Regions from separate parts of the Mus musculus genome. Here all the other regions are linked to region 1. Evidence: chromatin contacts called from public Hi-C and promoter capture Hi-C data. All regions are on one chromosome and are shown on one strand. Each heading gives the region's core, a stretch centred on a gene start, on an enhancer-like site or on the middle of the called end of the contact. The rest is flanking DNA. Distances are from core to core; before and after follow the strand shown. Region 1 holds the start of Arrdc3 (arrestin domain containing 3). Region 2 holds the start of Rasa1 (RAS p21 protein activator 1). Region 3 holds the start of Rfesd (Rieske (Fe-S) domain containing). Region 4 holds the start of A230107N01Rik (RIKEN cDNA A230107N01 gene). Region 5 holds the start of Ttc37 (tetratricopeptide repeat domain 37). Region 6 holds the start of Ccnh (cyclin H). Region 7 holds the start of 2210408I21Rik (RIKEN cDNA 2210408I21 gene).

Region 1 (3,085 bases), core at 282-2,781:
TTAGAAAGGAGAAACAAATTACATAACCAGTTTTAACATTATATTCTTCTTGGACTAGGAATTAAGTCATCGCCACCACCTGACGCGTGTAACCAATCTGCTGAGAGGAGAACAAGCGCCCCTCCTCACCATCCCCCAGAACTGGTCCGAAACAGGATTGAACCGCTTCTAACAAAGGGTGGAAACTTAGAAAAACAAGCTTGGAGTCGCCTGTATTTCCACAATGTAGGCACTTAAACAACAGATTGCAAATCTCAGGACCCCTTCTCCCTTTGACAATGCTTCAATCTTCGTCTTATACCCCAAACCCAAATCCGATGTGTCATATACTTTTCAATTCCATCTGTCTGCCATGGGTTTCATTGAATCCACGTTCCAAAGTTAGACATGATGCTCCGAGAAGAAAATCACTGACCCCGAATGGCTTCTAAAACTGACTTAATAGTTTGCATAATGATAGACATTATTCTTTGAAATAAACGATGCTTGATGTACATTTTAAAGGGAATTGGGAAAAATAGGGGGAAAACACGTGGGGGTGTTGGTGCCATATGTCAAAATAAGGGATGGAAGCCCTTTATCAAAGAACAATAATCAAGTCCTCAAAGTCGTTTGCACGTTAATATCAAAATCAGATACATCTAGCAACCTTCTTAAATGTCACTACAGTTCTTTATTGGAGCTCATTTCTGTATCTAAGATTGTAAAATAAAGGAAATCCAATATCGGACTGCAGCTTTTGCAAATGAATTTGAAAATATTAGTAAAACGACGGAGTCACATTTAAACACGTTGTAAGGTGCGTATGGCAGATATGAAGCCGGTTACAGATGTAGTTAAGTGCAGTTTGCACTCACTTTGCAGACGCCTGCATGGATTAAGGCTTAACACGCTTGAACGTCAAGGAGAAACTACAGCTTCTAAGTTTGCTAACCTTTAACAAACTGCCGATTAGAACTGCACTAAATGAGATTAAAGTTCTCATGCAAAGAAGTCGAATGTAGTGACTAATTAAAAACTTACCTCTTTCGTGCCCAATTAAGATGTCTTTATGGTTGAAATATTCTACTTCTTCAGTGTAATTCTGTGTATAGGCAGTATTGGAGCCGGCGTTTCTTGATTCCGTCCACCGTACTTTCGCATGTCCTCTTGCGTGAATTTTAAGAGATTTTACTCTGATCTCCCCGGTAACTTCTAAATTTACCCTTCCTGAGACAGTGTCCCCGCTAGAATACACGGGGACATTACTGTCATTAAGACAGTCAAAGCTTATTGTCAAACTCTTTACCTTTCCCAGCACCATGATTATAACAAAATCTATAAAAATATAATGTAAGACCAAAAAAAAAGTCAAGATCGCATATAAGATGTGATCTTCACTTAACACTGATGGGTGTCTTTGCCGTGCAAGAAAAAAAAATCATGCAGGCAGGATCAGTGATTGTCTACAAATAGTTCATTGAGATTTCTTAAAAAGTCAGGGCAGCAGAGAAGCCGCTGCTCCACGCTCCTGCTCGTCTCAGTGGTCTCCTTACAAAGACGGGCGGCTGGAGGCTGCCAGCTCACTTTAAGAGCAGCTTTGTGAAAAACAACCCTAGTGCGCAGGCGCAGGCTGCGACTGCGGCCAGCCTTCCAGCGCGCTCCCTCCCGCGCGGCGCGCGCCCGGCTCTTGCCGCACGCTCCCGGTACAGTAGGTGTGGAGCGGGCGCCGCCGACTTCGGTGCATGGGCCGCTGCGATTGGCAGGCGGGCACCCCGCCACCCCCGCCACCCCCGCCACCCCCGCCACCCCCGCCACCCCCGCCACCCCCGCCGCGGCCGCAGCGCCGGCCCCGCACGCGCTCCCGGAGCTGAGCAGAGGGACCCGGCGGCGCCAGGCCAGGAGTGTGCGCCTGGGCCGCGGACCCGGAGGACGTGCGAGCCGTGGGGGAAGGGGAGAAACCAGTTGGGCAAGCGGTTGGTGGCCCGAGTCTGAGCTAATGAATTTCAAAAGAAACGTAATAAAAAGCAGACAAATATTGTTCATAGAAGAAAGCGTTGTTGACTTGGATAGAAATAACAAAAGCAAGCAGGACTTTGTAGGCTGGGTGGCAATGGACTAAGCCAAGGCCTGAGGAGCCAAAGAACAATGCTCCAGGCAGCTCCCGTCTTCAGCTCCTACAGCATCAAACCCAATCAAGTTGTCTGTGTAGTGTGTAGGCCTGACCACTTCCTCGAAGGGAGAAAAAGTCCTTTTTCAAGACATCACCTTTTGCTCCTTTTGCAGGGAATGACTCGATTACAACTCCTGTATCAGGAATAAGAATAGAGCTCACACCCCTAATTACCACCTCATAAGAGGCGGTTTGAACATAGTCATTTAGCTGACATTGTTTACAACAGACTGAAAAGCCTTAGGAAAGCATATAAGGTGGTTTTTGGTTTTTAAGTATGATTTGTTATATAAGTGAGGCTTAATTTTGTTAAGCCTTACTTTTAATTCAACATGCTAATTGCCGTGCTGCATCTTTAAATACAGGCACATTTCTCCTTTTTTAATGCCTTGAGTAAAATACTCAGTCATAAACATCACCAGGATTTAGGGGGTAATAGATCATTAACAATCAACATAACCTCATAACAGGGCTATGTTATAAAATCCTGTATTATGCCTAACCAAAAAATGTGGGGGGTTGGTTGTCCATAGTTAAACATTAGATTTTTTTTTTGAATGATAAATCTGGATAGGTCGAATCACAACAAACTAAACACATTCATCTTGCTGTTTTCTTTATTTAAAAAAGAAAAAAAATCTACATGTTTAGTTAGATTGAACTTGACACTTGAACTGAAAAAAAAAACCTAAAATATAACTATGTGAAGAATAATTACTGGAAAAGCCAAGAAGAGTTTAGCTTTTTATGCATAAAATTACACATCTGTGTATTTGGTCCGGGGTGGGGGGTAGGGGCAACTTTCTTCTCTTGGTTGACACCTGGTGGATAATCCAGGTAAAGTGTCTAACCCTTGGGCTAAGGGTTGGTAACAAATACTATTGGTGTTTTTCTCCCCCTAGTGGTAACAGCCACGTCTTTGCTAGAATGTCA
Region 2 (3,128 bases), core at 485-2,984, 4.4 Mb before region 1:
TCATTTTGTTCTCCTTTGCTAGCTGGTTTAGAATACAGACCTTAGCAAACCAATACCCACATTTTACCCATCCACCGAATGAATGATACCTGTTCTTTTTACAGCTTTTCAAGTTTCTGTATATTGCCTCCTTAATTAGTATACTATGTTATAGCACAGTAGTACTCAAATTAAGTGTGTCAAAAATCACTGGAAGGACTCATTTAAACACAAATGGTGCATTTTCTGATTCAGAAATTCTCAGATAAAAATTTCTTTTACACCTAATTGGTCAGTTTAACGCTGACTTCTAGCTCCCTTATACAATTTACTTTCACTTTCTCAGCTGACACTTTGCACAAGAGGCAAGCACTACTACTGTTGAAATCAGTTTGATTGTTATAGATTGGGTATACAGGAATATGGAAATGTCCTGTCTGTACTTTGTCATTTCCCTTAATGGTACTCCTTCCCTCTTTCCCTGGTATTCTATCTCAGCCTCTTGCTATTCTCAGCAAGTTAGCTTGGTCAAACTTAATAGAGAAAGTATTATCAATAATCAGTTGCATTCAATGTGACACTTTCCAGGGAGAACAGAAAAGCTAGTACAGTACATGAACCCTAAAGGGCAAATTTCTAACACGGATAAATTTCAAGCAACCAGCATGATCTCTCTATATGAATGGCTGCTTATATACTATCTGCTTTCATATTAGCAAACTATAGATTCAAGGGTGCCACATACAAAAATATCTGGAAAAAATTCCACCTGCATAAATTTTTGTCATTATTCTAATAATAACAAAATAAATGATATTTAGATTATATTAAGAGTTGTGGATAAGCTAGAGATGATTTACTGTGTAAATGGGAAAATGTGCCCAAATTATTTAAGATAATAATTTTGTAACTCAACAGGCCCCTGGAACCTATCCCCAGGGAACATGAAAAGATAATTCTAACAGTTGAGTATGTGTTTATGAATTTATATATACACACAAGTACGGGAAATAAAACTTTTTCCTAGGGTTCATAAAGGGTGACATTGATCTGTCAAAGTTTAGACATGTAGTGTGTCTTTGGTATGTGTTGCAGATTTTTGCATACAAACTAGGACAAAATATATTGGTTTATGACTTCGGTGGCACTTTTCCTCTAAATACTACATTCCTTCTCTGACAGCCAAACATGTGAGGGAGACATTCGGTGAAGAGAACTTATGTATATAATGGTAGCATTGACTTCTACCTTCATACTCTCCATGGCTTCTTTCAACCGTTGTTTTCTCAGGTCCAAGGATCTAGGCTTAAATTATTTCACCTAAGTTATACGGTGATTTATAGCATGCGACGGAAAGGAATAAACTATGAATACTGTTTTGATTTTTGTTGCCGACTGTACGGGCAGCTAAGGCCATTTTTCTACAAGTTACAAAGCAGTGAATGGACTTCCTGGCGTCATCCTTTCCTTCTCATCGCCCCCTCGTCCCTCCAGTCCCTCGGGCCTGGAGATGAGCTATCTTCCTTCTCTCCCTGTAAACAAAGCCGTGAGAGGTAGGCCTGCACCGAGCCCGGTGGCGTGGAGGGACGGCCGCACCACACGTCCCGCACCCTTCAGTGGGAAGCTGTGCCACGCCTCCGCGCGCGCCCGCCGCTTCCTGCCCAGGCTGCTTTTCCTTCTCCTCTGTCCGGACGCGCTCCCGGAAGGCGCCTGCGCAGAAGCCCCCGCTCCGCCCCTCCCTTCTTCCCGGCCCCGCCCTTCTTTCTCTCCCGGGTTTCGCTCCGGAGAGCCGCAGGTAGCCCGCAGCGGAGTCGGGCTCTGCGGGCCCGCCCCCTTCCTCGGCCCCGCCCACTGCTCCCGACTCCAGCCGGCGGAGATGAGGCTACGGTGGCTCTGGCATAGGCAGCCCCACTGGTGGCTGCGGTGGGGGCGGCCGGAACCCGGGCGTTGAGGCGCGGCGGCGGCGGCGGCCGAGGCGGCGCTGCCTCAGCCGCTGCAGCGGGCTTCCCTTCCTCTTTAGCGTAGCCAGGAAGTTTGGCGCCCCTGTGCATGTGTGCGCGTGAGTGTGGGTGTGCGCGGCGAGGTTTGCCTAGCGTTTCTGCAGGCGCTGGGTTTTTTGCCCGCGTCGCTTCCCGTAAGCCAGCCAGCAGCCGCGGAGCTTGGGGCTGTGGCCCGGGGAGGGGGCGCGGCGGCGGGCGCTCTCCTTTTGTTGTTGTTTCCTCTGCCTGGAGAGCTGAAGGGGGACGCGCCTGGGTGGGGCGGCTCGCAGCCCGGGCCTGCTGGCCCCCGGGGCTCCCGGGCGGCAGGGTAGCTAGAGGAGAGCGGGCTTCAACATGATGGCGGCCGAGGCGGGCAGTGAGGAAGGCGGCCCTGCGACGGCGGGCCCCGGCGGCGGCGCGGCCACGGGCTCCAGCGCCTACTCGGCAGCGTGCCGGGTCAAGTTACCCGCGGCCCTGCCGGTGGCAGCCGCCCCGTGTCCCGGGCTGGCGGACGCCGACTTGGTTGCGGCCCTCGGTGGCGGAGCCGCGTCGGGGTCCGGGTTCCTGGGGACCGGGCCGGTGGCCGGTGTCTTGGGGGGCGCCGCGCTGACCGGCAGTGCTGCTGCTGGCGTGGCTGGTGCTGCGGCCGCCGGACCTGCGGGAGACGTCGCTTTCACCAAGGGGACTCTGTCTTTGCCTGCTGAGACGCTCGGGCCGGGCGGCGGATTCCCTCCTCTGCCGCCGCCTCCTCAGCTGCCCCCTTTGGGCTCCGGTTTGGGGACCGTGGATGAAGGTGACTCCCTGGATGGACCAGAATACGAAGAGGAAGAGGTGGCCATACCGCTGACCGCACCTCCCACTAACCAGTAAGTCAAACTGCTGTTGAGGGATTGTGGAAGCTGGCTCCGTGTAAGAAGTGGGAAAGAAGGGGCAACGACACATACCGTGCTCCTGCCGCTGTGATTTGTTTGACAAGTTTTGAAGTTTCAGGTTCCATATATAGGGATTTAATTTGATCAGTCATTTTCCCCTACAGGCACTCTTCCTGGCGTCTTCGTATGTTTATTGCTCTTTTGGGAAGACGTAAAAGTTTTTAAGATGGGAAGCATGGGAAACTGTATTCAGTGGGAACCGGATATGGTTCTGCCCCTTCCTAATTGAGATAGTGTC
Region 3 (3,461 bases), core at 234-2,733, 4.9 Mb after region 1:
GTGACACAGTACAAGAAGGACAAGGATTCTTTGTAAGCAGCGTTATGACAGGAAACAAAGTGACTATGGTGGACAAACTAAGCCTATTTTCCGCAAAAAGGCTTCTACAAAGAAGATTGTGCTGAGACTGGAGTGCATTGAGCCCAACTGCAGATCTAAGAGGATGCTGGCTATTAAGAGATGTGAGCATTTTGAATTGTGAGGCGACAAGAAGAGAAAGGGCCAAGTGATCCAGTTCTAAGCTGATTTTGTTATGAATAAAATCTTGACCTTTCACTCCCTCTGATTGCAGTTGGTCTTTCTGGGAGGGAAAAAATGAAAAGCTTTCAGAAATTAAAAAACAAAAATATATATTGAATCCTTTCTAAGATTTTTACTTCATTGATCTGGTATACTGGGCAAAGTTGCTTTGTTATTGTTTTTTGGTTTTGTTTGTTTTAATTCCTAGGCAGATCTAAAGCCTAGCCAAGATTATGAGCTATTGAATCAAAGGATCATTAATTTTAAAAAATCCTTATTATTCTGTGTGAGCAGGGACATGCATGCTACAGCATAGTTTGTTAAGTCAGTTCCTACATCATTAAATGAGCTCTGGGCTACAACTCAGGCTGTCCCGTTTACAAGCACCCTTACTCCATGAATCATCTTGCTGGCCTCTTTTTTCTTTTTTCTTTTTTTAAAGCAGGGTGTCTGTGCTGCCCAACACTTGGGTTCAAGTGATCAACTTCAGCCCGGGTTGTGGGCTCTATAAGAGCTTGCCACGTGCCAGTTTACAGAGAATGCTTGCAAACCAGTAAGACTCATTTAGCTTGCACCTCTGAGCATAAGTATGGGGAGTTCTTATTGTGTTGCTCTTAATGTAACACTGAAAGAGAAATTGAAAGTGAAAACACACCATCTCCCCTTAAATCTAGTAATTTTTAAAAGCTTTGGTATACACAAATACTTAACCTATTTGTATCTCAAGCAATGAGTTATTTGTGTTAAAGAGAGCATATTACACATGGGAGCCTGTATGGTGTAGTGTATGGAATTGGACCTTTGGGTATACAGTATATGGCTGTAAAGTTTTCCCATGTTCTAGGTATTATTTCGCTTAGGGATGAGATTGCTGAGTGCATTTAAAATTTGGATAAATTTAGAGTGAGTCCGATTATCGTTCTTTGAAAAAAGAAAAGAGAAAGAAAATGATGCACCTACTCATATCCCACAAGAGCTAGAAAAATTCCACAAACAGGACAGCAGCCTGATGGAGGGACGGGAGGGGAGCCAGTACTTCCTAGCACGTGACCCCTGCCCCGCCTCCTCACAAACTCGCGTCGCGCAGGCGCAGGACGCAGGGGCTGCGGGAGCTGGGTGTTGAGGGCGGGGCGAGGACCCCAGCACAGTAAGTTAGGTTCTCGCGGTGCGGGAATTGGGTGAGGGGAGCGGGGCGGAGATTTCTGGCACGCTGCTGCTTCCGGTCGGACACCGCCCGGGCCTGCACTTCCTGCGTCCGCTGGCAGCGGTTCCGAGTCCTCGGGTGTCTGAGCAGGGAGCGTTTGGACCCTCGTGGACTGGCATTGGCAAGAGCCTCAGTGAACTGTTCGCCTTGACAGTTGGGCCACAGCCGGGACCTGCAGCCATTTAAATAGGCTTTTCCGCACTTGTGCCATAAACTATGAAAGCGAATCCTTCTGACGTCCCACGCACCCCAAATATTCTCCTGGGATGGCCGTCGGGACGACTGCTGGTTGCCGTGCTGTCCCTAGCGCCGCTCAATCTAGCAGCTGCGGCCTGTCTTCTTAGCAAATAAAACTGGTTTGAGAACTGCTAAAGCCATGGGGGTGGCTACCAGCCTTGCTGCGCTTCCTGCGGTTGCACCCAGCTGTATAGAGTAGAGGTGCCTTAACGTGGTTGTCCTCTGCACACCCTATGATACAGGCCTCTTAGGAAGCAGTCCGGGATTCAGACGCTGGTGAAACGCCTTGTCATCTTTAATACCAGACATTGGCAGTAATTCGCTCAGCTGCACGGCTTCATTAAATTGGGCAAGTGTTTTACTTTAGATATTTGTGAAGACAATCTTGTACATTAGCATTCCTACATAAACATTCAGAACCATCTTTTCCGATACATGTGTGCACTGCGAATATAAAACTCTCTATACGTTTTTGCCGAACGGTTTTTGTGACTTTCAAGATGATTTTCTTTCAGGCCACATGTTTTTTGTTTTTTGTTTCTTTTCTTTTATAAATCGCTGGCTGCTAGTGACACGAAAGTTACACCAAGCAACATATGAGCTTACAGATATTTAATTTTGTGAGGAGTAATGAACATTTACACGCAAAGTGTCCAAGCGGTAGTGAAATGTAGCTAGTCAAATGTATTTATTATCATCAAACTGCTACTGACTAAAGCATTTCCCTTCCCTGAGCCTAAAAGCCAGGGTGTCACCCTGGAGATAAGCACTGTGATAATTTGTGGGCCAGGTCCCCACTCTAAGAGTCCCTGAGTCATTGCTCAAGAGGAGTGACACATGAGTGTGAGTACCTTTAATTTCATGTCTTTTGTCTTCAGTGACTTTATACTTGAATGAATTATCTACATTAGAAAGGTGTTTAAAACTGTCGGGGCCATCCACTTATCTAAAACAAATAGTTTTATATGGAATTCTCACTTTAAGAAATCTAATTTTAGGGATCTACGAACAACAAAACAGTTTTTATTTTTAAAGACAATGGTAGAACAGAACATTTTTTATTTTTATTTTTTTTTGTCAAAAACTGTATTAAAAATTATGTTCTCCAGCACTATAGCACTTTAAAAACAGTGATTTTGGAGGGAGAGCCAAGGCATTATTTTTTTCCTAGTAGGAAGACTACAGCAGCAGGATTCATAACTCAACGTGACGTTCATTAGCTTCCCTGGAAAGTATCAGTGCTGCTTCTCCTTCTCCTTCTTGTTCTTCAAGAGATTTCTTTTTTATTAGATATTTTCTTTATTTAAATTTCAAATGTTATCCCCTTTCGTGGTTTACCTTCTGAAAACCCCCTCCCACTGTTCACCAACCCACCTACTCTTGCTTCCCAGCCCCGGCATTCCCCTACACTGGGGCATCGAGCCTGCACAGGACTAAGGGCCTCTCCTCCCATTGATGTTCAACAAGGCCGTCCTCTGTTACTTATGCTGCTGGAGCCATGGGTTCCTCCATGTGTACTCTTTGGTTGGTGGTTTAGTCCCTGGGAGCTCTGGAGATACTGGTTGGTTCATATTGTTGTTTCTCCTATGGGGCTGCAAACCCCTTCAGCTCCTTGGGTCCTTTCTCTAGCTCCTCCATTGAGGACTCTGTGTTCAGTCCAATGGTTGGTTGAGAGCATCCACCTCTGTATTTGTCAGGCACTGGCAGAGCCTCTCAGGAGACAGCTATAGCAGGCTCCTGTCAACAAGCTCTTGTTGGCATCCACAATAGTGTCTGGGTT
Region 4 (3,245 bases), core at 471-2,970, 3.3 Mb before region 1:
GTAAAATTTGAAGAGATGGGGAGGTTGCTAGACTTTAATTCCTTCTAGTTCTAACGTTCCCTCTCTAATTTCACTATCTCAAATGAAAACAGAACTCTCTTAAGGAATCTAAGCCATACTATTCAGAGGTTCAAAACACTAAAACAAACAAACAAACAAACAAAAACATTAAAAGAAACAAGTCACCTGGTAGTTTGCAACTGGAACCAGGTGATTTTTTTATTCTCTAGTAAGTCATACAAAACAGCAATATTAATCCTGAAAAAAGGGGCATGGCCAAACTGGGAGTAGTGGCATATGCATTTGATCCCAGCACTTGGGAAGCAGAGGCAGACAGATCTCTGAATCAGAGGGCAGTGTGGTCTACATAAAAAGGCAGCAGCATAGTCAACTAAAGCTTGAACCCAAGATAGAAGTCTCTGCAGATGGTTTGAAATCGTTCATGTGGCTGATTGCCTGTTCAACTTTACCAGAACCCTAGGACCTTGGAAATAGCAACTATCTTTTTTAAATCCTTTTATGTTCCAGGAAGTAGTTGACTGCAGTCACCAGCCCCTACACAACCACCTGCCTTCCTCTCATAGTCCCCCAATAAAGCCAAACTTAGATGTTTCGAAATCCCATTCATTTCATCAATTAACTCCTGAACTGTGTGATCAGTCAGCACCCATTGCTTCTTATCTACAGTTGATTAAGACGTTCTTTGTACAAGTCCCTGAACCTTGTCCTTTCAGACTAAAACAGCAGAGAACTCTGAGAATGACTGGCCTCACGGTAAAACACCCTTCGGTTACTCCTTTCCCTCCAATCTCTCACACCAGGTTCTTTTTATGTTTACGTATCCTTCTCACCTAACCTTTAAGACACTTGCAAATAATATGGCTCAAGCTGTGCTCCCTCCTTCGATAGAGATGTACAATAGGAAATTACAAATTTTTCCTTTCAAGTTAAATCTGTTGGGACTCAACCTGGACATTTTCTTTAAAAGTGACATTGATTTTCAGTTCTGCTCTAGTTGAGTGTTAAGAGAAGCCAATTTTGTCTTAAGTGCCTCGGCGTTGCTTGTCTCCAAGGAGACAGGCAAGCGTGCAAAAAGGCACTGCTGCGTCCTTAAAATCTCAGCCAAAAGCCTGCGGCGGGAAAAGGTGGCAGGGACAACGTGGTGGGTAGAGCAAGGTCATCAGTGGGCCACCTGGCGCCACAGGACACACGCGAGGGCAGACTCCTTAGACTGGGTACTCCGACAGACCCGCCCCTCTCCAACCCCACAGGTCCCTCGGCTGTCTGGAACCCCGGCGGCGGCCGCGCGCACTCTGGGAAGGTTGGGGTCCTGCCAGCGGTTCATCCCAACGCTCCAGCAGGTTCCATTCCCAGCAGGGACATCAACCGGCTCCTTTCACAGACTGACCTCCCTGTCCTTTCCTCCTGAAGGTTGTCACTCTCATCCTCACAAGACTCACCATAACGCCAAGAACAGGTCGTGGGACAGACAGTCTAGAGTCCCCGGGACCGTCCAGAATCTCCCCTTCAGGTTCTGCAAAACGGAGCTCTCGAAACCGCGAAGGGAAAGGTCTTCCGGCTCGGCCGGAAGTCCTGCCCGCATGGGACAGGAAGTTCCTCCCTCTCCGGACCGCCAGCGACCCCACGCCACGCAGAGAGGAGGAGCCGCAAGGCGTTCTCTAAAGCCACTTCCGTGGGTGTGAGGCTAGGGCGGGGGGCGGGGCTGACCTTGAGAACGCAGGGGCGCAGGCGCACAGGTAGGTGGGCGGGGCGGGGCAGGGCGGGGCGGGGCGGCATGCCCGCAGGATTCCTAGGTAGGTGCGGTATTTTTCGCGGGCGCTGGTGGTCGGTTTGTGCTGCTGCAGGGATCAGCTGGGTGGGTGTAGCCCTCGTACTCTGACGGTTTATTGAGGGTAAAGAACCTTCTTGGCTGTATTCATGCTGAGATCATTCAGAAATTGTTTAGCTCAGCCAGCCTCTTTTCTGTCCGCTTTCCTTACGCAGTACCTTGGAATCTCAGTTAAAAATTCATGCTGTCCAAGCACCTTCCTCTCTTAGGTCAATGGAATGTGACCTTTAGAAGTTCTTTGCTCTTCACAGACGCCAGCTCAAGCCAGAGGATATCTACAAAGAGCAGAGGAGCTAAGAAGAAAATTCAGTATGGACATTTCCTACCTACTTAATACCAATATGAACAAAAAGGGCCTTACAACATTCTCATATACATACATACATAAATACACACACATTTATGCTTTATGACACCTCCCTCCTTCCAAATCTGTACCAGTGAACTTGCCTTTATATTGTGATGAGGGTTAACCATAGAGGTAAGTTTGAAATAAGGACACAGAGCATCTTTGGCCCAGAAATTATCACACCGTTTAACGATCCTTATGGAAACATGCTTATCTCACCCTTCTCCGTGAGATACCTTTTACCATAATGTGGTTCTCTTGTGGAGTCAGAACTGGGGAGGAAATTCATCTTCAGCAGTCAAGGTTGCACAAACTTGCAACTATGAAACAGCTATGATGTTCAACCTCTAACTGGCCCAAGGACCCTGGGAAACAATCCTGAGCTACCTAGAGATGTTAGATTGGTGCTGTTTCAAAAGGATACAGAAACAAAGTTTATACATTATGTTAATTTTTAATGGTGGGGGGAGATAGGGTGACAGGTGATAGAGAAATTATAAGAAATGAGAGAAGCTACTCCGAGACCAATAGCCTTGAGGAATAGTTTGTGAAACTGAGAACTTCCCCAAGGGTTCTGTTACTGCTTTATAGAAACAAGCCTGTTAATAGACAGGCCCCAGGGCAACTGCAGTATAGTAAAGAAGGACTCCGGTTGACCGCTCCTGTATCTGGGGGAAGCCATTGCTATCCTTGAGAAAGAAAAGATGGAGGTGGCGAGTGCCTATCAGCCTGTCAGTGACATCACATTCTGTGAAGTCTTGTCTTTCACTTGTGACACAGTGGGTCTTCCATCTGTCCTAAACCTGGCAGCCTTGTTAAGGATCAGAAAACATCTTCTCCTATATGACAGTAGGATAGGAATTATTAGCAGGATAGAATCCATTCCTGCCAGAGGAAAAACAAGAAATCAGTTTTTACTACCTTATTACTTTCAATAGACTGTCAGATTCTATATTCTCTATTTTGTACATGGCGCATTGATTAACAATCCTTGGTTAAAATACTTTAGTTTCACATAGTGTGTATATGTTTACATTTACAACTGTA
Region 5 (3,235 bases), core at 641-3,140, 4.8 Mb after region 1:
TCATCTAGCCTCAATGGAAGAAGATGGACCTAGTCCTGTGGCAATTTTATATACCAGGGCCTGTTGATAGCCATAGGAGGCTTCCTCTTTTCTGATGATAAAGGGAGGGATGGGAAGAGGGGAGAGGAGGAAAGAGGAGGAGACTGAGAGGAGGAAAAGGAAGCTGCAGTGGCTATGTACAGGAAAATAATTAGTTAATTAAATTTAAAAGGTTAAGATTCCAGGAGAAAACAAAAAGAAGTGAAGCAACCTGCAGTAAAGCAATAACTAGCTGAAGACTAGTTAGCAGGACTGAGAAGACTACTATTGGAGAAGAAACAGGAAGGCAGGCTTTTATCAGTGTAATATCAAAGCACAATGAATTAATGAGTAGCTAAAAGCAGAAGACTGTCTTCAGCTCTAAATCAGAACTTTTAATACTTAAACCTCCACGAGTATAGAACGAGCTGCTCAGTGGAAGTTTTCCCACCAGGGAAGGTGAAGTATGGGCTGGACAAGCTAGCAGGGAGGACCTTTATATGCCCCACTTCGTGTCTGATGAAAAGTACTAGAAACCTCTTAGGTTCTAGCAGCCCTTTGAAACTGCGTCCCTAAAATACCTATTCCACCAACCTGCTACAGCGCCTGCTCTCACTGACACCGCAATTACAGAAAGAAGAAAAGGATGTGCTCTGTCCTCAGAACAAGGGCCTGCAGAAACAGAGCCTTCAAGGATCATCTGTGTTCAACGAATCATTACTATGCAAAAAAAAAAAAAAAAAAAGAATACCAAATGTAATTTTTATAAAACTAAGCACCAGTTGATATTGTTTCTGTAAAGTATGTCCTACATTCCAAATTTACTCAACACAATTCTGGGGAGTGTGCCCTGTTTAGGAGGTAATCTACTTAGATAAGCTATTGAAAAGTTATTTAACCTCTCTGTTTTCGCATCTGTAAAGTAGTCTAAGTGAAGATTAAGGAGTACATTCCACGTAAAGCATGCTACACAGTAAATATACAGTAAAGCTTAACAGACACTAAACACATACCGCTCTGTATTAGATGTGTAAGGTGTTTTATTACAATTAATCTGTACACAAGGCTGCCAGATATGAGAGTTGAGATTTTAAATAAATAGCATTACTCCTCCTTTTCCTGCCAGAAAATCAACACAAGTGGTGTAATGTACAATTATATATACCTGAAACTTATCAGTGAATAATTTGACTTGAAAATAGAAACGTGCTTCTTCCAGAATTCTCCAAAGGAATCTAGCAATCAAAAAAAGGAACAGCTGATTATTCTATACCCAACAATGTTACTCCGAGCATACATCAATTAACCGCACACTTCACACAGTCCACATCTGTACCTTTTAGAACCGGTCCCTATTGCTACTCCAAAGACAAAGAACAGCCAAGCTGTTCCGTATCTGGAACCTGAAACTTATTAGGCCCGCTCTTCAACCCACATGAGCATAATCCTTACAGGTCGGCAAACGGAGGAAATACGATGAGGGGGGCTTCCTGACTAGGGTTCCGGAACGCAGCAGAAATCCACACCACTACCCAGACCACACACGAGGTGACCTAGCCTAAAGTCCCATATAGGCACAACCCAATCCAATTCAAGTGACAGAATCACTGCCACCTCATCACCGCCAAGTTCACTTTGTCAGCGAACATTCAGCCCCGCACAAAAGGAAGACAGCCCGTAACATCACGCTCATGCTCAGTATTTTCTCCCCCTAAATACCACTTCTACTGCCTTTAGATTTCAACTTCTGCCAAAACCGAAGCGATCAGAACCCACCTGGGCATGTGGGACTGCCACAAAGTACAAGTCTGAACAACGCATGCGCGCTTCCCCAGACATCGCTTGAGTGAGAGGAACTGGCAGAGCTATCATTAGCTCGAAATTTGATTAAAACGGTCTTCACATGGGCTGAGCGCGATTGGTTTTTGCGCATGCGCCTGCCCTTGGCCTGATGGGAGGTGTAGTTTCTAGGTGCCGCTCATATTTACTTCTGTATTTGTAAGCCAAACTTCTAGTCTTGTCCCTAGAGTCCGGCCCCTGCTCATGACTGGAGAGCAGGCTACAGGAGACCCGCTCAGCAGCCGCTTCTGAACGGCCATGCCCGCGATGCTGTTGCTGTTGGTGTCGGTGGTCGCAGCGTTAGCACTCGCAGCACCGGCCCCCAGAACACAGAAGAAAAGGATGCAAGTGAACCAGGCGCCCAACGTGGTGCTGGTCGCCAGTGACTCCTTCGTAAGTACCCAAAGGACGGGGAGCAGACACCGCCCAGAGCCTGTGGAGAAACATCACAGGGAACAGGACCCTGGGGTTGAGAGGTCCCGCATGCGCACACCTGCAAGCACGCATGTGCATACTAATAAAGTAGTAGAAAGAAGCCAGTCTCTAACTCCTGGGCTTTGCTCCTTGAACTTTATTCACTAGACCAGCAATTCTCAACCTGTGGCTCTCGATCCCTTGGGAGAGGTCGAGTCACCTTTTGCAGAAGTCACCTAAGACCATCGGAAATATCAGATATTTACATTACAACTCATACCTAACAAAATTACAGTTATGAAGTGACAACAAAAATAATCGTATGGTTGGGAGAGTCACCATAATATGAGGAACTGTATTAAACTGTTGCAGCATAGAAAGGCTGAGAACCACTAATCTAGACATTCTATACTTGTGTTAGCACTGATTTAAAGAAGTTATTTGTGTATGCATCACCTTAAATTTGATTTAAATTCATATGGAAAGTGAAAGGACCTCGAATTGGGAAGGGGAAAAAAACATGAAAAAGAAGACTGATTTAAAAAAAAAAAAAAAAAGCTTTTAATTTCAAAACTAATGGTAAAGCTACAATAGCCACAATAGTACTTTACATGCAGAACAATAAATATTCAGACCAGTAGAGTAGAATTAAGAGTCCAGAAATAGTCTTATAAACAAGTAGTGCTGGAAAAGTAAATATATACATGGAAAGGAACAAAATTGGGTCCTGCCTTCCACCATGTGTAAAAACAAAAGTTAGTCAATGATTTAAATGTAAAAGCTAAGGCTATAAAACTCCTTCAAGACAATGGAAGTGTAAATTGTCATAATCTTGGTTTAGGCAATTTAAAATGAGCCAAGGATTTGAAAAGACATTCCTACACAGAATATACACAGATAGCCAATAAGCCCATCATAAGAAGCTTAGATTCATTAATCATTAGGGAAATGTAGCTCAAACCAA
Region 6 (3,574 bases), core at 518-3,017, 4.3 Mb before region 1:
GAATGACTTGTTGGGCCTCAGTGGTAGAGATGCTTAGTCCTTCTGGGGCTAGATGTCACAAGGCAGGGTGGTACCCAAAGGAGGAGGGGCTTCCCCTTCTCTGAGAAGGGAAGGGAGTATTGGTCAGAAGAATTTGCAAACGGCAGGAATGAGAAGAGGTGGTGTGCTATTGGGATATAATGTGAAAAAAAAATTATGGAGGAAAAAGAAGGGAAAAGTCTAGTTCAATTCTCTCAAGCCAGCTAACAAGCATATTCTTCTCTCCCATCACTTACCACAACAGACCGTGGCATAGCTGGTTTAAACACTGAACAGAATTCCAATAATCTTTTTTCATAGTACTTGCAAAGTGTCAATTCTTCATGAGGCTCCAGAAACACTGGATCATTTGGAAGAACCTTTAGACAGAGCAGACATTTCAATGTAAGGTCAGTGAATTCATTGTAAGACCGTCTTATCTGTCCTGCTTAAATTGGACTTATACCACCAACAAAAAATAGACCTGAAGCTTTCTCTCTTTGTTAAGTTTACTAAGCATCAAGCAAAATATCTAGGAGAAGAATAAGCAAAAATCAATAAACTGAATCTAGGCTTTCATTTTACAAGTTCTCAAACTGTCAGCTGGACATTTTTAAACAGTCATGACAGAGTATGTGTCAATTCACTCCCAGGTTTGATACCATTATTTGTAAATTAAAAAAAAAATACATATTTTCATGGGTTGGAACTCTCCCAAAGTAGCTTTTGCAGTAAATCCATATGTCACCAAAATTAAAATAACTCAGTTCATTGTCTACCTGTTTTGTTGGTACAAATTTTATTTGCCTGAAATTTGTAGAAGCTACTATAAAGTTATCCAGGGCCGTACACAGAAATGAATGGGAGAGTTGTAGGAAGACCTGGATAGAGGCCCATAGAACACGCATTACTTGTGTCAACTATTTTCTTTCCTTGTACAACCTTCTGTGTGAAGGTTGTTTCTGGAAAGCAGATCCAACAAGCCATCATCCCCCCATTTCAAGTCTTTGAAAAGTTCCTTTCAGTTTTGGCAAGAATTTCAACCGCCTTACACTTCCGCTTACAAAGTTGCTTGTGCACGTTCTTCAACCACTGCTGCAGAGGTACAGCTTCATCCATGAGTGACCACCAGCACTCCAGGCACTTGCCTGCCAGTCTGACTTTCCACTAGACACCAGCCTATGTGTGTGCCCTCCCTCCTGCCATCTACAGAGAATGATTTGTCGTGACATCCTGCAGGACAAGTGACCAGTTCGAGTCCCGCACTAAGTCCGCACTCTTCCAAGGCTCTTGCCAGTCCCCAGGATGTCACTCAGACCTCTGCCACCGCCAGCCCCGGACTTGGCTGTCGCGTCAGTCCCTGTCTGCACTGACACAGCCAGGCGAGCGCTCTACAGGCTTCCAGCCTGCAGGCAAAGCGGGACTTCAGGAGAGGTCCCAGGTTTAGGGTGGGCACAGGGGCTGGCTCGCGGGGACCTCACCTTCCCGTTAGCCACAGCTTTGCACTTGAATTTGCGGTTGGCGTCCGCCCGCAGGCGCGCCAGCTGCTCCTCGCTAGCGAAGGTCCAGTGCCGTTTCTGGCTGCTGCTGTGATACATGCTGTAGCCCTCACGGGCCGCAGGGCCGCGACAAAAACAGCGACACTCCGAGAGACAGCGACCACGAGCGACGGCCAACGCGCGAACCCCCGCCCCCGCCCAGACCGCGGACGCGTGCGTGACGTCCCGGTCACGTGCCAGCGTCTGCTCTGGAGTTTCCGGAGCCGGTGGGAGGTGTTCCGCAACGAGGGAGGGCGGAGCCTCGGGGCTCCCAGGCTTTGGGGAGGAGTCTGAAGGGCGTGACCCAGGAGGGTCAGAAAGTGGGCGTGGCCGCAGGGATCCAGGTTCCAGAGGACGCCTGGGCACAAAGAACCATAAGCCTTCATTTCTTTATTTTTTATTTTTATTTTATGCCCATTGGTGTTTTGCCTGAATGTATATCTGTGTGACAGCTTCAGATCCCTTGGAATGGGAGTTTCAGACAGTTATGAACTGCCCTGTGGGTGCTGGGAATTGAACCCAGTTCATATGGATGACACAGTCAGTGCTCTTAACCACACATACACACACACACACACATATATATGTATGTATGTATATATATGGATGGTGACGTGGTTATAGGTAAAAGTGGGAGGTGAGCACAATGGATTCTGGGAATATGGTGGCTATTGTCTTGGCAACAGGTCTGTGGGTCTCGCCTACATGATGTCACGAGTTTCAGAGGTCCTGATACCAACAGGGAGAGCACAAAGCAATCCCCCCACTGCCATAATTTGTGCAGTAGAGTTTCCTCTCATTTTTCCTGCCTTTCTCAGCTCCTTATTGTCTCATTATATACTAGAAATCCATATTTAGTTCATGGTGGTTTCAAATTTATGATCCTCCTGCCTAAGCCTCTCAAATTCTGGAAACACAGCCATGCATCAATGCCCTCTTTACATAATCTTTAGGCCACATTTTGCTGCATCTAATTGGAGATTATTCAAACAAAATGCATTCTAGTCTTCCTAGAAAAGGAACAAGTAAATTAACAGCTCAATGACAAAGATACTACTGTTTCATTGGACACCACCAAGACATAAATTATTAACTGGAAATTTTTCAGTGCTTTTTAAAAAAATAAACACAAATGTCTTTGTACAGCAGTTCTTAAACTGTGCTATGTACTATTTGTAGACAGACTAAGTTTTTTGAGCACCAATATAACTTGTAATCCAAGAGTTGTAATCAAAGATCTGGCTTTACAGAGCATTTATTGCCTCTTGGTCTTCAAAGAAAGGTTTTATGTACTTCACTAAAGTTACCTGCAAGACCGTCCTCTGCCACATATGAGGCCAGCACCGTGGGTCAATCAATGTGTACTCTTTAGTTGGTGGTCCAGTCCCCAGGAGCTCCAGGAGGTCTGGCCTGTTGACACTTGCTCCCTCCATGGGGCTGCAACCCCCCATCAGCTCCTTCAGTCCTTTCTCCAACTCCTCCACAGGGGACCCCTGAGCTAAGTCCAGTGGTTGGCTGCAAGCATCTGCCTCTGGAAGAGCATCTCAGGAGACAGCCATATCAGGCTTTCATCAGCAAGCACTTCCCAGCACTCACAATAGGGGCTGGGTTTGCTGGCTGTATATGTGATGTATCCCCAAGTCAGTCAGTCTCTATCTCGATGGCATTCCCTTCAGTCTTTCTCCACACTTTGTCTACATATTTCCTTCTGTGAGTAATTTGTTCACCCTTCTAAGAAGCACTGAAGCATCCACATTTTGGTCTTCCTTCTTCTTAGGCTTCCTATGGTCTGTGAAATGAATCTTGGTTATTCTAAACTTTTGGGCTAATATACACTTATCAGTGAGTACATACCTTGTATGTTCTTTTGTGACTGAGTTACCTCACTCAGGATGATATTTTCAAGTTCTATCCATTTGCCTAAGAATTTCATGAACTCATCGTTTTTAGTATCTGAGTAGTACTCCATTGTGTAAATGTACCACATTTTCCATATTCATTCCTCTGTTGAGGGACAT
Region 7 (3,511 bases), core at 750-3,249, 3.7 Mb after region 1:
ACAGACAGCATACACCAGCTGATATGAGACCCCCAACACACATACAGTAGAGGACTTCCGAGTATGTGATCATTTAGAGATGATACACCTAACCCTCCTGAGACTGGAGGCCCCAGGGAGTTTAGGGGTCAGGTGGGGTGGGGGCTGGAGGCATCCACGAGGAGACAGGGGGTGGAGAGGAGATATGAGATGTGGAACAGTCGGAGGGTGGATTGGGCAAGGGAGGAATAAAATATGGAGTGTAAAAAAGAAAAAAAGAACTCCCAATGTCCCATTTCCCAAACACTGGAATTACAATCACATGTCACCATGATAGGTAAATACAGTAAAGAGCTAAGTTCCAGAATCAGGAAGACTGGAATCTCAGTCATGACAATTTTATACGTATATGTTACGACCTCTCAGTTGCACTATAAAATGTATGCAAAGAGACAGGATTTTTCTTTTGTAAACATTAAATAGTGAATATAAACTGCTAGGCAGAAGGCAGAGACACCTGTGAGCATTCATGAAGTGCTATATGAATCCAAGGCACAAATAAGAACAGTGCTTTTTTTTTTAAAGCTAGTTGCTATGCGTGACGAACATAAAATCTCCCTGAAAGTATTTATAACTGTTTAAGATATAAGTTAAAAAAATCATAAGGTGACAATATTTGCATCATTCAGAAACTATAAAAGTTCAGTGATTAATCAAACAGGCAGTTAAAAAGATCAACATGCTTTTCTAAATATAGTTTTACTCTCAAAAGGCAAAGGGGCGCTTGTCTGATGCTTCAGGTCCCTTTAATTGAATATATGACATTTTTCTTTTTAAAAAGATTTGTTTATGCATATATTTTATGTACATGGTGTTTCATCTGCATGTATACCTGCACACCCGAAGAGGTCACTGAATCTCATGTTACTAGAGTTACAGATAGTTGTGAGCTGCCATGTGGGTGCTGGGAATTGAATTAGTGACCTCTGGAAGAGCAGAGAGCTCTTAATCAGTGTACCATCTCTCTAGTCCTAATATTATATTTTAATTTATGGTACACTCTAGACGTCTTTTGAGATTGACTGATTTGGAGAAATGGGAAAAGGTGATCAACAAATAATAAGAGGATGAGTGAACTCCCCCGAGGAAACTGCATTGGTCAAGAAAGAGTAACACTTTTTGCGTCTTTGAATAAATGAGCATCTTTCCTCGAACTAGACATTTGTCAAAAGCAATTTCTCTTTACAACTCCTCTGGGTAACTCCAAATCCCCACCCAAAATTATCCTGAACTATTCGCAGTGAGTTCATAGTAAAGTCAGAACATTCCTTACTGAAAGTGTACCTGATTCTAATCAATGATTTCCACAACATAAAACGTGTATCTAAAGCTGATGCATACCGTTATAGGAATGATAGCGTCTCAGTAATGCATAGCAGAAAAAAAACAAAAAACAAAAAAAACAAAAACAGAAGCCATTTTTAATTAAAACTGAAGGAGAAAAGTTCAATTAATTGAAAATCAGGAATGTCCCATTCTGAATGCATGCAAAAGCCGCCGTCTTCAGCTGCCTGCTTGCCCTCCCAAGTGAACCCCCAACTATTTTAACAGTATTCAGTAAAGGGTACATAATGTAACTTTCAAGAAACAGGGAGACCAAACCCTGCGAATAGACAGGGTAGAAACACTGCACAGAACCAGTTGTCTTCGGCTAAGATCGACTTCCACGTTGGAGGTAAGTCAAGCGAATGAAGACAGTGAGCCGGATCCCAGGGCCTTCTCCAGCCTCAAGGAGGATCAGGCACCAGAGGAAAGGATGGGGATTTAGGGGGCCAACTTCTGTCTGCTCACTTCTCGGTCCTATCCACATTCGGCAGGTAGCTGGCAGGCCGAAAACACCGGGAAGAGAGGGAAAAGTCACTTACCAATCTCCGTCTATGGCGCTGATCCTGCAAGGGCCTGACGCGCTGGCCAGAACCAAATAGTCGGCATCTCAGGCAGCCCTGGCGACCGCTCGAGAGCGTCACTGACAACCACCCGGAACTGGTAAACTGCTTCCGGGAACGCCGAGCGCGCGGCGGGAAATTGTTTCCTAGAACCTAGTTTATTGGAGCAGGGAGTCCTACGGTGGTAGTCGTCGCCCCTACCGCCACCACCGGCAGCTTCGCAAGACGAAACCAGCCCAGAAGCTTCGGCCGGGAAGGTAAAGCGCCTCAGCTCGGAAGACGCCATTTACCGCGTTCTCAGGCAGCGCCTCTGACTTCCCGGCCGTCCTCTCTGGGCCGCGGAGGCGCTTGGCGCTCGTGCTTTCACAGCCTTGGTTCCTTCAAGGTGAACTCGGGGCCCGCGCCCGTGCCGATGGCCGGGCCCTCCGATCTCGGCCTGCCCGGCCCTTCTGGGCAGACAGGTCCCTGGCGAGCCCCGCAGCGCGCCCAGGCCGCTGCCCGCTGCCGGGGCTCCGGGCGCTAGGCCGCTCGCGTCTCCCGTTTCCATAGAACCGCCTAGGACGCCTCACCCCGTGCCAGTTCTTGGATGCCTACAAACCTTAGCTTCCATGAAGGTGGCAGGGATTCCCAGGGCCTGCCTTTCATTAAGATGAAAAACGAGACATTCTTTCTCTCGAGTAGAATTGTTTTTCACACCGAAATGAAAATGAGCTTTTTATCTCAGCGGTATTGTAGGCTTTGAACAGCAGCGCGCGAGCACCTCTCCTAAAGGAAGGGTTTGTGTTCCTGGGGTTCCTGAGCACCAGGACAACTCTAAGTGACAGAAATGTATTGCGTTTTCAAGGTCTGGCTAAATTGATACTCATTTACCTTAATACTCCAAATCGGGATTTGGGACCTGTGGTTGATCGAAATTGATTTTCAATTCCCCAAGCTCTTTTGTGAAAAATGACTATCCTCTACAGAGGAAAATAGATAAATAAATAAGAGAAAAAATTCCTTTGAAACATTGGAAATGACTTGAATTCAATCACGACCCAGGTCTTATATTGGTTTTCAAGCTGTTGCTGTGAATGGAATGATTCTTGTTTATTCTAGGTGTTCAAAACATAGCTTGATCATTTGGGTAGATTTGTGTGAGAAGAAATTTGATTATTTGTAAGGTAACATTAAGAATTTCACGACCTAGGATGTTGAAACACTCAAATGTTTAGATATATCTTAATGTGAGACAGTCTTCAATAAGCAACTAAACTTCAGTTAGACCTGTTTTCTTAGTCGAGATTTTTCTCATGCTTCATTGACTTGGGTGAAAATCAATGATATGATTTAGAATATTTTTGCTTTTGTAAAGCAGAAAGCTTAGATCATGTTGGTGTATGAAACAGTAGTCTGTTGTAATTCCTTTTCATAATCAAAATAAAGAGCAGTTAAAATTCCATTCCATGCATTCACAATTTCCATGGCTGCCTCTTTGATTTTTAGGAAACCAATAGTATAGGCTTACTAATTAAATAGTATTTTCAGTTTGTTTCTTGGCTGTATTATTCTACAAATTTCCACTGTTTTAAAAACCAGGTAAAGAA

Evidence for each region. Promoter capture Hi-C pulls out the DNA fragments that hold promoters and counts their contacts. A called contact is a pair of places that touch in the nucleus more often than the background predicts.
Region 2: a contact with region 1 is called in a Hi-C map of muscle stem cells, with 8 times the contacts expected there. The contact joins the promoter of Rasa1 here to the promoter of Arrdc3 in region 1. A contact is called at or near these places in 1 of 39 promoter capture datasets (pre-B cells), 3 of 484 Hi-C or Micro-C datasets (muscle stem cells, olfactory sensory neurons and rod photoreceptor) and 1 of 115 datasets of contacts at active chromatin or transcription factors (astrocytes).
Region 3: a promoter capture Hi-C map of pre-B cells shows a contact between it and region 1, with 5 times the contacts expected there. The contact joins the promoter of Rfesd here to the promoter of Arrdc3 in region 1. A contact is called at or near these places in 2 of 39 promoter capture datasets (cranial neural crest and pre-B cells) and 1 of 484 Hi-C or Micro-C datasets (CD4 T cells).
Region 4: a promoter capture Hi-C map of pre-B cells shows a contact between it and region 1. The contact joins the promoter of A230107N01Rik here to the promoter of Arrdc3 in region 1. A contact is called at or near these places in 3 of 39 promoter capture datasets (the C10 cell line, liver and pre-B cells) and 1 of 484 Hi-C or Micro-C datasets (rod photoreceptor).
Region 5: a promoter capture Hi-C map of pre-B cells shows a contact between it and region 1, with 4 times the contacts expected there. The contact joins the promoter of Ttc37 here to the promoter of Arrdc3 in region 1. A contact is called at or near these places in 3 of 39 promoter capture datasets (cranial neural crest, hippocampal neurons and pre-B cells) and 1 of 484 Hi-C or Micro-C datasets (pre-B cells).
Region 6: a contact with region 1 is called in a promoter capture Hi-C map of pre-B cells, with 7 times the contacts expected there. The contact joins the promoter of Ccnh here to the promoter of Arrdc3 in region 1. A contact is called at or near these places in 1 of 39 promoter capture datasets (pre-B cells) and 1 of 484 Hi-C or Micro-C datasets (pre-B cells).
Region 7: a contact with region 1 is called in a promoter capture Hi-C map of pre-B cells. The contact joins the promoter of 2210408I21Rik here to the promoter of Arrdc3 in region 1. A contact is called at or near these places in 1 of 39 promoter capture datasets (pre-B cells) and 1 of 484 Hi-C or Micro-C datasets (CD4 T cells).

What each region holds. Positions count from the first base shown.
Region 1 is chr13:80,881,868-80,884,952 of GRCm38.p6, reverse strand. It overlaps Arrdc3 (arrestin domain containing 3), which reads right to left and starts at 1,531. Exons shown (of 8, transcript NM_001042591.1): 1 at 1,024-1,531. The coding sequence starts at 1,303.
Region 2 is chr13:85,288,092-85,291,219 of GRCm38.p6, reverse strand. It overlaps Rasa1 (RAS p21 protein activator 1), which reads left to right and starts at 1,734. Exons shown (of 25, transcript NM_145452.3): 1 at 1,734-2,824. The coding sequence starts at 2,313.
Region 3 is chr13:76,016,584-76,020,044 of GRCm38.p6, reverse strand. Rfesd (Rieske (Fe-S) domain containing) reads left to right here and starts at 1,483. Exons shown (of 4, transcript NM_178916.5): 1 at 1,483-2,524. It also overlaps the pseudogene Gm4165.
Region 4 is chr13:84,220,650-84,223,894 of GRCm38.p6, reverse strand. It overlaps A230107N01Rik (RIKEN cDNA A230107N01 gene), which reads left to right and starts at 1,720. Exons shown (of 2, transcript NR_138587.1): 1 at 1,720-1,757; 2 at 2,005-3,245. It overlaps Tmem161b (transmembrane protein 161B), which reads right to left and starts at 1,599. Exons shown (of 12, transcript NM_175187.5): 1 at 1,461-1,599. The coding sequence starts at 1,463.
Region 5 is chr13:76,097,389-76,100,623 of GRCm38.p6, reverse strand. Ttc37 (tetratricopeptide repeat domain 37) reads right to left here and starts at 1,890. Exons shown (of 44, transcript NM_001081352.2): 1 at 1,795-1,890; 2 at 1,184-1,253. It overlaps Arsk (arylsulfatase K), which reads left to right and starts at 1,964. Exons shown (of 8, transcript NM_029847.4): 1 at 1,964-2,250. The coding sequence starts at 2,116.
Region 6 is chr13:85,187,578-85,191,151 of GRCm38.p6, reverse strand. It overlaps Ccnh (cyclin H), which reads right to left and starts at 1,767. Exons shown (of 9, transcript NM_023243.6): 1 at 1,500-1,767; 2 at 276-398. The coding sequence starts at 1,616.
Region 7 is chr13:77,134,024-77,137,534 of GRCm38.p6, reverse strand. 2210408I21Rik (RIKEN cDNA 2210408I21 gene) reads right to left here and starts at 1,999. Exons shown (of 20, transcript NM_001145676.1): 1 at 1,905-1,999. Slf1 (SMC5-SMC6 complex localization factor 1) reads left to right here and starts at 2,067. Exons shown (of 21, transcript NM_134071.3): 1 at 2,067-2,182.